Linked DNA regions of Sus scrofa: region 1 is linked to region 2. A link is a contact called in public Hi-C data. All regions are on one chromosome and are shown on one strand. Each heading gives the region's core, a stretch centred on a gene start, on an enhancer-like site or on the middle of the called end of the contact. The rest is flanking DNA. Distances are from core to core; before and after follow the strand shown. Region 1 overlaps WDR77 (methylosome protein 50). Region 2 overlaps RAP1A (ras-related protein Rap-1A).

What was found. Hi-C and Micro-C count contacts between places; a contact is called where the count stands out from the background.
Region 1: a contact with region 2 is called in a Hi-C map of liver, with 5 times the contacts expected there. The contact joins two enhancer-like sites. A contact is called at or near these places in 1 of 47 Hi-C or Micro-C datasets (liver) and 1 of 2 datasets of contacts at active chromatin or transcription factors (alveolar macrophages).

Annotation. Positions count from the first base shown.
Region 1 is chr4:108,914,507-108,919,970 of Sscrofa11.1, forward strand. It overlaps WDR77 (methylosome protein 50), which reads left to right. Exons shown (of 10, transcript XM_003355245.4): 10 at 1-1,088. The coding sequence ends at 148. Among named protein-coding and RNA genes, the nearest start is that of ATP5F1, 9.6 kb to the left of the region's middle. Within about 2 kb of position 2,820, at least 7 of the 83 cell types and tissues checked have an H3K27ac peak or open chromatin away from gene starts, as enhancers often do. A contact at or near this core is called in liver, where this site is marked.
Region 2 is chr4:108,696,209-108,701,986 of Sscrofa11.1, forward strand. The region is part of intron 1 of RAP1A (ras-related protein Rap-1A); the gene reads right to left. Among named protein-coding and RNA genes, the nearest start is that of FAM212B, 48 kb to the left of the region's middle. Within about 2 kb of position 1,988, at least 8 of the 83 cell types and tissues checked have an H3K27ac peak or open chromatin away from gene starts, as enhancers often do. A contact at or near this core is called in liver, where this site is marked.

The DNA.
Region 1 (5,464 bases), core at 1,570-4,069, 220 kb after region 2:
AGCCCACAGAGACTTTGTGAGAGATGCTACCTGGTCACCGCTCAATCACTCCCTTCTTACGACAGTGGGCTGGGACCATCAGGTCGTCCACCACATCTTGCCCACAGAACCTTTCCCAGAGCCTGGACTTAAGAGTGCTGCCGAGTAGACTGGATTTAAGACAAGCAAATCCCCCATGAGTATCTGCTCCCTCTGCCCCTGCCCACTCAGTTTGTGAGACAACACAGGAGCCTTATATAGTGTGTTGACACACCAGATCTGTTAATAGGCATTGTCTCTCAGCCTGGGGGAGGCTGGATCTGGGGTCCTGTAGTCACAGAGAAGAAAAACTTCCTTGAAGATGGACGTGTGTGTATGTGTCTGAGTGTATGTGTAGATAACATAATTTTTTTAGCAGAGATGAATAAAAAAAAATGCATCCCGCATCTTCCCCAAGATCTAACCCCCCTCCCCCCACAAGAAGTTGGCAGAAGGTTTTTATGCCTCCCATGTAGCTATGCTTGAGGAATTGACTGTGTCTTGGTAAGGTCTGGGCTGTGGGCATTGCTGGATTCTTGGAAGCAGCTCGTGACTCGTCATAGAGATAGGAGCACCTTTATTTTTTTAATAGAGCTTGATTCGCCTTTGTCATGGGCAGTGCTTCCATTCACAGAAGTCCGGCCCAGCTCACCTTGAGGAAGAGCCAGGACACTTAACATGGTTTTGCACATCTCTTTGCCATTAGACTGAGCCGAAGTCCAGTTGCTGGCTGAGTAAGAAGTGTGTGATGCCCACCCCCCGTGAAGTTGTGTATATGAGAGATGAGTGTATTTCTGTCATAGATGCCATGGGAAAAAGTTTCAGGAAGGTGGAGAGCTTAAAGGCACTTCAGTTAAAAACTGACACAGACTTTCATAGGAATGTCTGCCACTTTCCCACCTGAAAACAGCCTGGGGCCTGACCTTTTTTGCCTCTGGGTCCCTGCCTCTGGATCTAGGAAGCCTGAATGTTATTTTGGGGAACTCTGAAGATTTTAAATGCAGCAAGAGAGAGAGAGAATCGGAAATACTGGTCAGTGAAATAAAAAGTTGATTCATTGTTGGCCTGTCTTTTGAGGTGTGTGTCTCATGTGCAGTTAGACCTGTGTCACTTATGTGTCATCTGGGTACCAGTCCTATAGCCCGTTATTTTTTGTGTGTGCTTCCCCAGCCCCACGGAGTAGTTGGAACTTAAGGCAAACGTTTGGTTATTTGGTTGGTGGCTACTGCCGCTTAGAAGTTATGGGTCAATTACTGATTGCATTGAAACTAAATGCAATCAGCTATGTACTTTTGTGCTTTCCAAGTTTCATTTAGTGAAAATCCCATGAAACCGCCCCAGTTTCATGGGCAAAGTATTGGTAAGTAAAGCTTCTGTGTTCCACCCTTGCTGAGCACGAGCTCTATTCTCACAGTTACCCTCTAGTAAAAACAGGGCAATTTGTAGTCAGTGGATCTGTCTACTGGGTTTGCGGGGAGGTAGGAAGGAAGCTTCACTGTTCTTAACTCTAACTCCCTGGGAAGAATTGGTGCTTTGGTAGAAACACTTCCCAGAGGCAAAAGCTTAAAATTTGTGGTCATTTACAGAAAGGAGGTAGGGGGTGAGGTGAGTAGGAATTAAACCTGCATTGGCCTGTTGTTCATGGACTTCAGAATGGTGGAGAGAAACTCAGAAGAGACGAATTCAAGGAAACCAGTGCTAGTCTGTCAAGGTGCTTAGAGTGACATCGAAGGAGGAAAACCTAAGTTTTTGAAGAACCACGTTACTTAATTTAAAAAATGTTAGTTTGGATTCAGATCTGGGCTGATGAAGGCAATTCACATCGATTAGTGATGGCCACCAAGACATTTGTAAAACTAATTGAAGTCACAGTAGGAATGACCATCACAATTTTGGTTAAATATCTCTCTTGTGAGAAAAAAGCTGGTTCAAGATAAAAGACGACCTCCAAATAATCAGAAATGTAGCATCACATGTAGGATTATTCACAGACCCTTGATTTGAGAGTAGTTTCAGTAGAGTGAGCAGACTTCCCCTGTGACGGGTGGAAATGGGCTCCTTTTTTTTTTTTTTTTTTTTTTTTTTGGTTTGTTTGAAGTCATACAAGCGTGTATTCTCCATTTAGTTTCACTCGTTCCAATGTCTGAGCACCAGGGAGTAGACCCATTTCCCTATCTTCATTGTTCTTACTCTAAAATCCATTAACCAGACCCATGATGTTCCCCTGCTGATTTCAGGTGCTCAGAACACCAAAGGCTGAGGTTGGCTCAAGTGCAGTTGCAGGTGGCTCCAGACATCAGGCTGCTTCTCCAGGGTCTCTCCTGCCCCGCAGAACAGTAGGAGGCTGGTCATTAATTACCAGCTACGTGAGCATTTCCTGCTGATTTACAATCGCACTATTGGCAGCAAAATCACCCAAGCTCTGAGTGCTCTGGGCTTCTAGCCATGTTTGTTCTAGGCTGCATGATAGAAAGGGCTGGAACTTGGGAAGATTTAGGTGGGAGGGTCCCTGCAGTTTATTTTTCAATCACGCAGCTACAGAGTGATTACCTCATCCAGACCTAAAAGAAAAGGGCTCTGACTTTTAAAAGGCAGATTCTTGTTGCATTTGGACAGCACAAATGATGTGCTTTCATATTTTTTTTTGTGTTTCAGTGGTCACTTGACTCAACTCTAGCTACAAACTAGAAGAATGGGAAAAAAAGATTTGTTCCAGAATATATGAGCATTTCTTTCACTAAGGCATATACCAAGTGTTTCTATGTATTCCGGGGCAGTTTTAGGACATCAAAGAAAAGCCAGCATACATGAAAGAAGCTGAGCGAATTCTTATTGGATCTCCGTTCATAGCAAGTTTCTTAGCTGCATATCTCTGGGTCACACTGAACTTAAGAATCACTCGTGCAGGAAACAGATTTTTTTTGGAAAAAAGATAAGCAAGCTCTAGTCTAGTTTCACAATTTGCGTTGTGAGGGAATTCAAATTTTCGAGAACATCAGCTTTCTATATAGCTTGATTTTGGGAAAGTAAGCAGACCAATCTTAAACCCAAAACAGTCTCTTATTGAGTTCTCTATCAAAAAATGGGCAGTTGTGGAGTTTTTCTTCCTCATCACGGGGTCACAGGATTAGTACAATCCAGAGAGTGACGGAGATGTAAAGATCAAGAGAGGAAGCAATAACTCATTGTAAGTAATAGAGGCACGTAAGATATAATCATTGATCCTAAAATCTTTCATCATCTGGGTAAGTTTTAATGCAGTTCTACTTATTCTGGAAACCCTCCTTGTCTTGTAAATGTTCTGCTGCCTCAGTGTATAGTATAATAAATCATCAAAATTCAAAAGATCAGTAAATAAAGAGTTTAACCCCTAAACACCATCCTTTTAACTTTATAGTGGCAGCCTAGCCAGTGCTACTTGTTGAAAGTTCCCTCAGTGAATAAAGACATTTCATTATCACTGTGGTGCTGGGTGTCAGATTCTGGAATATTTCACTTTGGGAGGCACCATGTTATAAGCAATAGGAACTTCAGTTTCAAATTAAAAGTTTTTACTCCAATAATAAATCTCATCTGGGATCACAGTGGAAAGGAATGAAGCTTATTTGGATTAGAAAGTGTTTTTTACATGTACAAGCTAAATCAGCTTCAAGTTCTGCCAGATCTTTTAACAAGCAACTTGTCTTTTATAGAAACCCTCTGAGTAGGTTAGAAACTGGCTGATCAGTACAGGCCCCTGATCATTATCCAAAATCAACTTGCCTGGAAGTTAATATTAACACTACCTGACCTTGGCACCTGCCATCCCTGGGCTCCTATTGGCAGATTCCTCATGGCAGGATCAACTTGAGCCTTAGTTATCTCTTTCTGTTTTTTTTTTTTTTTTTTAGGCATGACAAAATATTTAAACTTACCATTTTAACTATTTTAAGTGTACGATTCAGTGGCATTAAGTATACTCACATTGTAATGTAATCATTTCCACACTCCATTATCCCAAATTGAAACTTCATGCCGGTTAAGCAATAACTCCCTCCTCCCAGGCTCTGACAACCTCCATTCTACTTTCAGCTCTATGAATGTGACGAGTCTAGGTGCCTCTTATGAGTGGAAGTGTTTGTCCTCTGTGTCTAGTTTATCAGTTGATTTTATAAGGTGTTGACTTGCTCCTCAAAGCGTGGTCCATGGACCAGCAGCATTGACATCATCTGGAACTTGTTAGAAGGGCAGAATTTATATTTTCACAACTTCCCTAGTCACTCCTGCATGTTAAATTTTGTGAAGCACTGGCTCCGATTAGCTTTTGAGAATTCTAGGTGGTTCAGGAACCAGGCAGGGAAGTCACCAGTCATTGAAGAGTGAGTAGCTGTGGTGTATCAGAAGCTTTCAGGCAGTGTGGTTTGTGGTAGTGAGCAAGATGGCAGCCCAGGCTTCAGCAGCCTAGTCAAGAGAGAGAGAGAGGATGAAATTAGTGTTTCAGTGCTAGCCAAAAGAAATAGATTGGTAGAAAACAGAGGGATCATAACCAGTCATGAAGCAGTGGCGAAGTGACATTTGAATGGAGCTCTCAGGGTTGAATGTGGGTTGGCTGATGTTTGGGGCTAGGGAGGCATTCCAGATGGAAGTTGCTGTGTGGAAGGAGCTTTGAGCTTCCTGGACAAGGAGGACACTGCAGCTACTATTAAAAGGAGATGAGACTAGTGACAGCTGCATGGTGGATGCTGTGAGCCTCAGTAAGGATCTCAAAAGTAACACGTACCTCAGAAGTAACATGTTCCATGTGCTTTTTGGAATGGATTCCATTGCTGTGCTTTGGAGGGAAGACTATGGATGCTTAAAGGGGACTGGTTTTTTGTTTTGTTTTGTTTTTTTCTTTTTTTTTAATTTGATCTGAGCCACTAGATTAGCCTTGGCCATTTGGCTACTCCCACCCAGGAGTTAAATCTGGAGGGAATGCTGCAAAGATTCAAAGAATGGGTATCTGGCAATGACAACTAACAGCCCAGTGGCAGCAGCACCATTACCAGTCCCAACAGGGAACTTCCTAATCAGGCTTCCAGTGACAGGACCCAGGCACTGTCCTTTATAGTCTTTCTTGGATCCTGCCTGTGTTTTAAGACTGATTCTTGAAACTGAGTTGTATGAGCTGTTTATAAATTTTGGAAATTAACCCCTTATTGGTCACATCATTTGCAAATATTTTCTCCCATTCAGTAGGTTGTCTTTTCATTTTGCTGCTGGTTTCCTTTGCAGTGCAAAAGCTTTTATTTTATTTTATTTATTATTATTTTTTGTCTTCTGTCTTTTTGAGGGTCACACCCACAGCCTACGGAGGTTCCCAGGCTAGGGGTCTAATCGGAGCTGTAGCTGCCGGCCTTCGCCAGAGCCACAGCAACACCAGATCCAAGCTGCGTCTGCAACCTACACCACCGCTCATGGCAACGCC
Region 2 (5,778 bases), core at 738-3,237:
CAGCACACATTAAAAAAAAAAAAAAAAGCAAAGAAAATTCTTTAGGTGGAAGAAAATAACAGATAAAAACATGAATCTACATAAATGAATGATACTTACTAAAAAAATTGAAAGTACCAGAAATAGTGAGAATAAATCTATAAGACTTTTTTTTGGGCAAATAAGCCAATAGCTGAGATAAAATGGAATACTAAAAATTTCAATTCCTCCACAAAATAGTAGGAAAAATACAAACATACAAAAAAGAACAAAGGAAAAAAATGAGAGAAATACAAAACCAATGGGACAGAATTAAAAGGCAATTAATCATTACATTAAAAGTACATAATCTATCCTGATATTTCAACATTCAAATTCAAAGGCAAGATAAAAATGCAAGACCTACACCTAGATGGTATGCTCAAGAAACAAATTTTAAAGATACAAGAAAAGTTAACATTTATTGGTGACAAAGTCACAGTTGGTGTAATATTACTACTGTGGTTTGTTGCCTACATTCAAAATAGAAACAAATATTAATTTCATTTAGAGGTTAGTAAAAAATAAAGTTTTTTGTTTTGTTTTTTTTTCTTCCCTATACAAGTGCTGAGGACCCTAGATTATGAAGCAGTTAGCATTCTAGGTTACTCTAGCAGGACTGCTCTCACACATTCTGGTTTCAGGTCTTCTTTACACCCTTATACGTTCTTAAGAGCTTTTGTTTACACGGGTCCTCAGGAATGTTGGATTTTTTTCACTTTTCCTGCACCTATGGGTATTAGATAGTTTTTCTTCCACCAACATGTCTACTCTTACTGCTTCTATTCAACACTGTACTAAGCTATGTACAGTAGTACTAGCCAATGCAAAAGAAGTAAAACTGTCTTTTTTCACAGATGATGTGATCCAGTATGTAGGAAATCCTAAGGAATAGACAAAAAAGCTACTAGACTAATAAGTGAATTTAACTAGGTTTCAGGATAAAAGGTTGATACAAAAAAAAGATAACTGAACTGTATTTCTATATACTGGCAAAGAAGAGCTGGAAATCCAATTTTAAAAATACCACTTACAACAGCATCCAATAAGAAATACTTAAGAGATGAATGCAACAGAATATGTGCAAAGACTTGTGTACTGAAACTACAGAACATGGCTAGTTAAGTACTCAATTATTAGAGAGATATGCCGTACTATATTAAGATATGTCCATATTATTACTATTTTTTTTTTTTTTTTTTTTTTTTTAGGGCTGCACCCACAGCACATGGAGGTTCCCAGGCTAGGGGTCCAATTGGAGTTACAGCTGCCAGCCACAGCAACATCAGATCCGAGCTGAGTCTGCGACCTACACCACAGTTCACAGCCACACCGGATCCTTAACCCATTGAGTGAGGCCAGGGATGGAACCTGAAACCTCATGGTTCCTAGCAGGATTCATTTCCACTGTGCCACGAAGGGAACTCCTAAGTCCATATTATTGTCATAACGTCAATTCTCCCCAAGTTGATCTACAGATCCAATGCAATCACAGTTTTTGCAGAAACCGACAAGATGACTTCAACATTTATATGAAAATGTAAATAAGAATAGCTACCACAGTTTTGAAAAAGAAAAAGTCTTAACGACCTGATTTTAAGATAGACAGACAATAAAACTACAATAATAAAGACAGCATTGTACTAGCCTAAGGACAAAGTTCAGTGGAATCCATCAAGTCCAGAAATTAAACCAGGTATATATGTTCCATTCCTTTTGGACAAAGGGACTGTGGTACCATCCTCCCAGGTGGCCCCCTGGCAGTCATAACCTGGATTGTTCCCTCTCATATTCATAGCCTTGCGTAGTTTCTCCTCATGCTGACTCAAGACTGGTTGTGTGACCAACAGAATACGGCAGAAGTGACACTGTGACTTCCAAGATTAGGGCCTAAAAGGCACTGTAGCTTGTACTATGGTCTCTGGGATCATTCCCTTTAAAGGAAGCCACAATCATGCCACGAGGACACTTAACCAGCCCTTCTGAGCAGCCTCTTACTAACAGCTAGCACCAACTTGCCAACTGTATGAGCCAGCCACTTGTGAAGCCTGTCAAAATTTAATTCAGATAATTGTAGCCTCATGAGACCATGAGCCAGACTCTTCCAGTTAAGCCATTCCCAAATCTGGGATCCTCAAATCATTAACTGAGAGACAATAAATGATTACTGTTGTTTTAAGATAGTAAGATTTGGGTTAATCTTTTACCCAAGAATAGATCATTAATACAGGGGCAAATCCATCAAGTAAAGCTAAGGGGGAGAAAAAAAAAAAAAAAAAAAAAGAACTTCAACTTTTATCCTTGTTCATACTACTCAAAATCTAGAAACAACAACCTAGGTATCCTTCAAGAGGTGAATGGGTCAACTGTGGCCTATCCAATCAATGGAATTAATACTATTCAGTAATAAAAAGAAATGAACTCCTGATAGATGCAACACGTGGATGAATCTAAAAAACACGTTCAGCCAAATTAGCCAGACACACACAAAGAGTGAATACCTTATGATTCCACTTATATAAGAAAAGACAAAACTAAGTTACAGTGCCAGAAAGCTATCTGGGACCAGCAGGAATGACAGGCAGCAATGACAACTGCTAAGGAGCATGAGGAACTTTTCAGGGTGCAGGAAATGATCTGTCTTTGATTACGGTGGGGGTTATGTGGGTATACACGTTTACAAAACTTACGGGACTGCACATTTACGAGAGGTGCATTTTATTATAAGTAAATTATTGTTCAAAAGGATTAATTTAGGAAATTCAATAGGGAAAAGGGGGAAATTTTCTCAAAATAACTATTATATACAAATTGTTAGAAACTGAACATGTCCCCTGCAAATTCTTACATTGAAACCCTTCCCACAATGTGATGGTTTTAAGACGTGGGACCCCTGGGAAGTACTTAGGATTATGTGAGATCCTAAAGGCAGAGCCCTCAGGTATGGGATGAGAGTCCTTGTGAGAGTTACAACTTGGTTCTCTCTGTTCTCTGCCATGCAAGTATACAAGACAGCAATCATGAGCCAGGAAGTGGGTCCTTACCAGGCACCTGATCTGCCAGGGCCTTAATCTTGGACTTGCCAGCCTAAAGAACGGTGAGAAAAAACTTGTTGTTTGTCACCCAGACTAAGGTAATTTGCTATGGTGACTCAAACTAAGAAACATAGTAAGGATAAATTAGTAGACACTGGAACAGACATGATGGCAAGCATGATTCTTGTTCTGGATCAAATATTCACAAAATATCTCCAGGTACCAGTTCTATACTAGGTGCCAGGGACAAAAAATAAAGTATGTTTCCCTTACTCTTGGAGCTCACAGAGAAAAAAATAAACTACAATATGAGAGAAACAGAGTTATTACAGAGACAAGATTAAAGGGCTGGGAAAGGATAGAGGAACAGAGAGGAGTCTAGGGTAGTATTTATTTATTTATGCACCCGAGGCATATGGAGGTCTAGGGGATGAATTGGGGCTGCAGCTACTGGCCTACACCACAGCCACAGCAACTTGGGATTCAAGCTGTGTCTTTGACCTACACCACAGCTCATGGCAATGCTGGGTCCTTAACCCACTGAGCAAGGCCAGGGGTCAAACCTGCGTCCTCATGGTTCCTAGTCAGGTTCATTAACCACTGAGCCACAACAGGATCTCCTCTAGGATAGTTTTTAAATGGAGGTTACATTAGTTAAAGCTAGGTGAAAAACTAAATAGGTATGTAGGGAAGAGCATTCTAAGGAGAGGAAACAGCTTGAGCAAATACTCCAAATTATTAAATACAGAAGATTCAGGGAGCATCCCATGGCTCAGAATGGGTAGAACACAGGATTTAAAAATAAGGCATGGAAAATGAGGCCAGGTATGGAGACTGCGTTATGTATACAAAGGTATCTATCATGTTAAAAAAGAGTTTACTTTTTATCTAGTAAGCAATGAGGAGAAAACAATCATTTTTTAAAAAGTAATACAGTTAGATGTATATTCTGGAAAGGTAACTCATAACAGTATGTAAGACAGACTGAAGGAGAGACCAGAGGTAGGGAGCACAGTTAGGAAGCTCCTGTAATAGTTCAGGCAGCAAATAACTTAGGCCCATACAGTAGTATTAGTGCTGAAGAAGGGGCAGTGGTTTTCTGAAGGGAAAACTGACAAAAGACTCCATAGCTGATTAGAGGTTATTATTAAGGGGAATGATGAAGAGTCAAGAGTCGGGCAAATGAGGTGGCTGGTAGCATACCTCCAATTAAGACAGGAAATACAAAAGAAGGTTTAACAAGAAAAGTAAATATTTTCTGCCAAAAATTAGGTTTGAGATTCCTATGGGTAAAGCAGGCAGAGACATCTGATAGATATTTAAAAATCCAAGTCTGGAAGCCCAGGAGAAACTAGTGGGCTGGAGGTGCAGACTTGGGACTGGGTGTTATAAAAGATGACAGCTGAAACCACAGCAGATGAGCTCAACCAAGGAGAATTTAGTGAGAACAGAAGAAAGCTAAGAACTGAACTCTGAGAAACAATCCCATTTTACTATGTAAATGGACAGGAAACCTGAGGAAAAAGTGAGGTGGGAGAGGTCTGCGCTGGACACAAGTAATTCTTTCTTTTCTATGGGAGTGAAAAGCTGTCTGTTAAACACAAGAGCATGTACTGCGCCCAAACAAATCCTCATAACCACAACCCCCTTCCCGGACCCCCAGTGATTCTCAATGTGGGAACTGCTATCATTTTTACAAGATGTGAATTCATCATCTCTTGAATCCAAAAATGTGCATTTTTTTATAATATATATAGCAAGGTTCATTTATGCTCCCTAAATTGCCTCCTAGGGCAATAGAATTTGGGGAAAGCACTCAGACATGGCCAAATTATTTTGGGTGTTCTGTAACAACAAAATATTTGGCCCAAATTCCTCAACTCAAAGGGTAAAACAGTCGACTTCCAAAGTCATTTTTCACACTGTATGCATGGAAAATTATTTTCTTTACACCTAAAAAATACCATGGCTTATAAACATATACACATATGCACACATGCAAATATAAGAATAATGTAACTCAGATAAGAAAACACATACGAATATCCAATAAGGAATACTGTAGATTAACCTTTTCTTTTTAAAGGGGGTTAGTTCTAACTCATTACTGCCAAGTTAGAAAACCACTATGTTCTTCCAAGCAAATCTCATGCCTTTTTATGGAAATCTCTGTGCCCTGCACTCCCAACACAGCACTAGAAAATTTCTCACTCTAGTTAAGATTCCCTGACAAACGAGGAGGACAAGAATAAATATTACACCATGTTTACATTTTAGGTCAATCCTGAATCCCTAACAGTAGAGTCCAAGTTATAATATAACAATTTTTTCACTCTTCGAACTTCAGCAAAATTACTCCTAAATTTTTGATTTCCCTGTGATGCAAATATACCTCAACTTTGTTTCAGTTTTTAAATATTTAAACTAATTAAAGATGAAATAGTTTCTCCTGTACAAGTGAACCTATGAAACAAAATTCACTAAATATAGTTGTAACAAGAAATTTTGGAGGAAAAAAATTTATATTAAAGAACACTGAAGGCAGCTGCTTCTTTTTTTCTTTTTTCTTTTTATGGCTGCACCTGCATTGAAGTTCCCAGGCCAGGGGTCGAATTGGAGCTGCAACTGTAACCTACAGCACAGCCACGGCAACATGAGATCTGAGCTGCATCTGCAAACTATGCTGCAGCTTGTAGCAATGGGAATCCTTAACTCACTGAGCGAG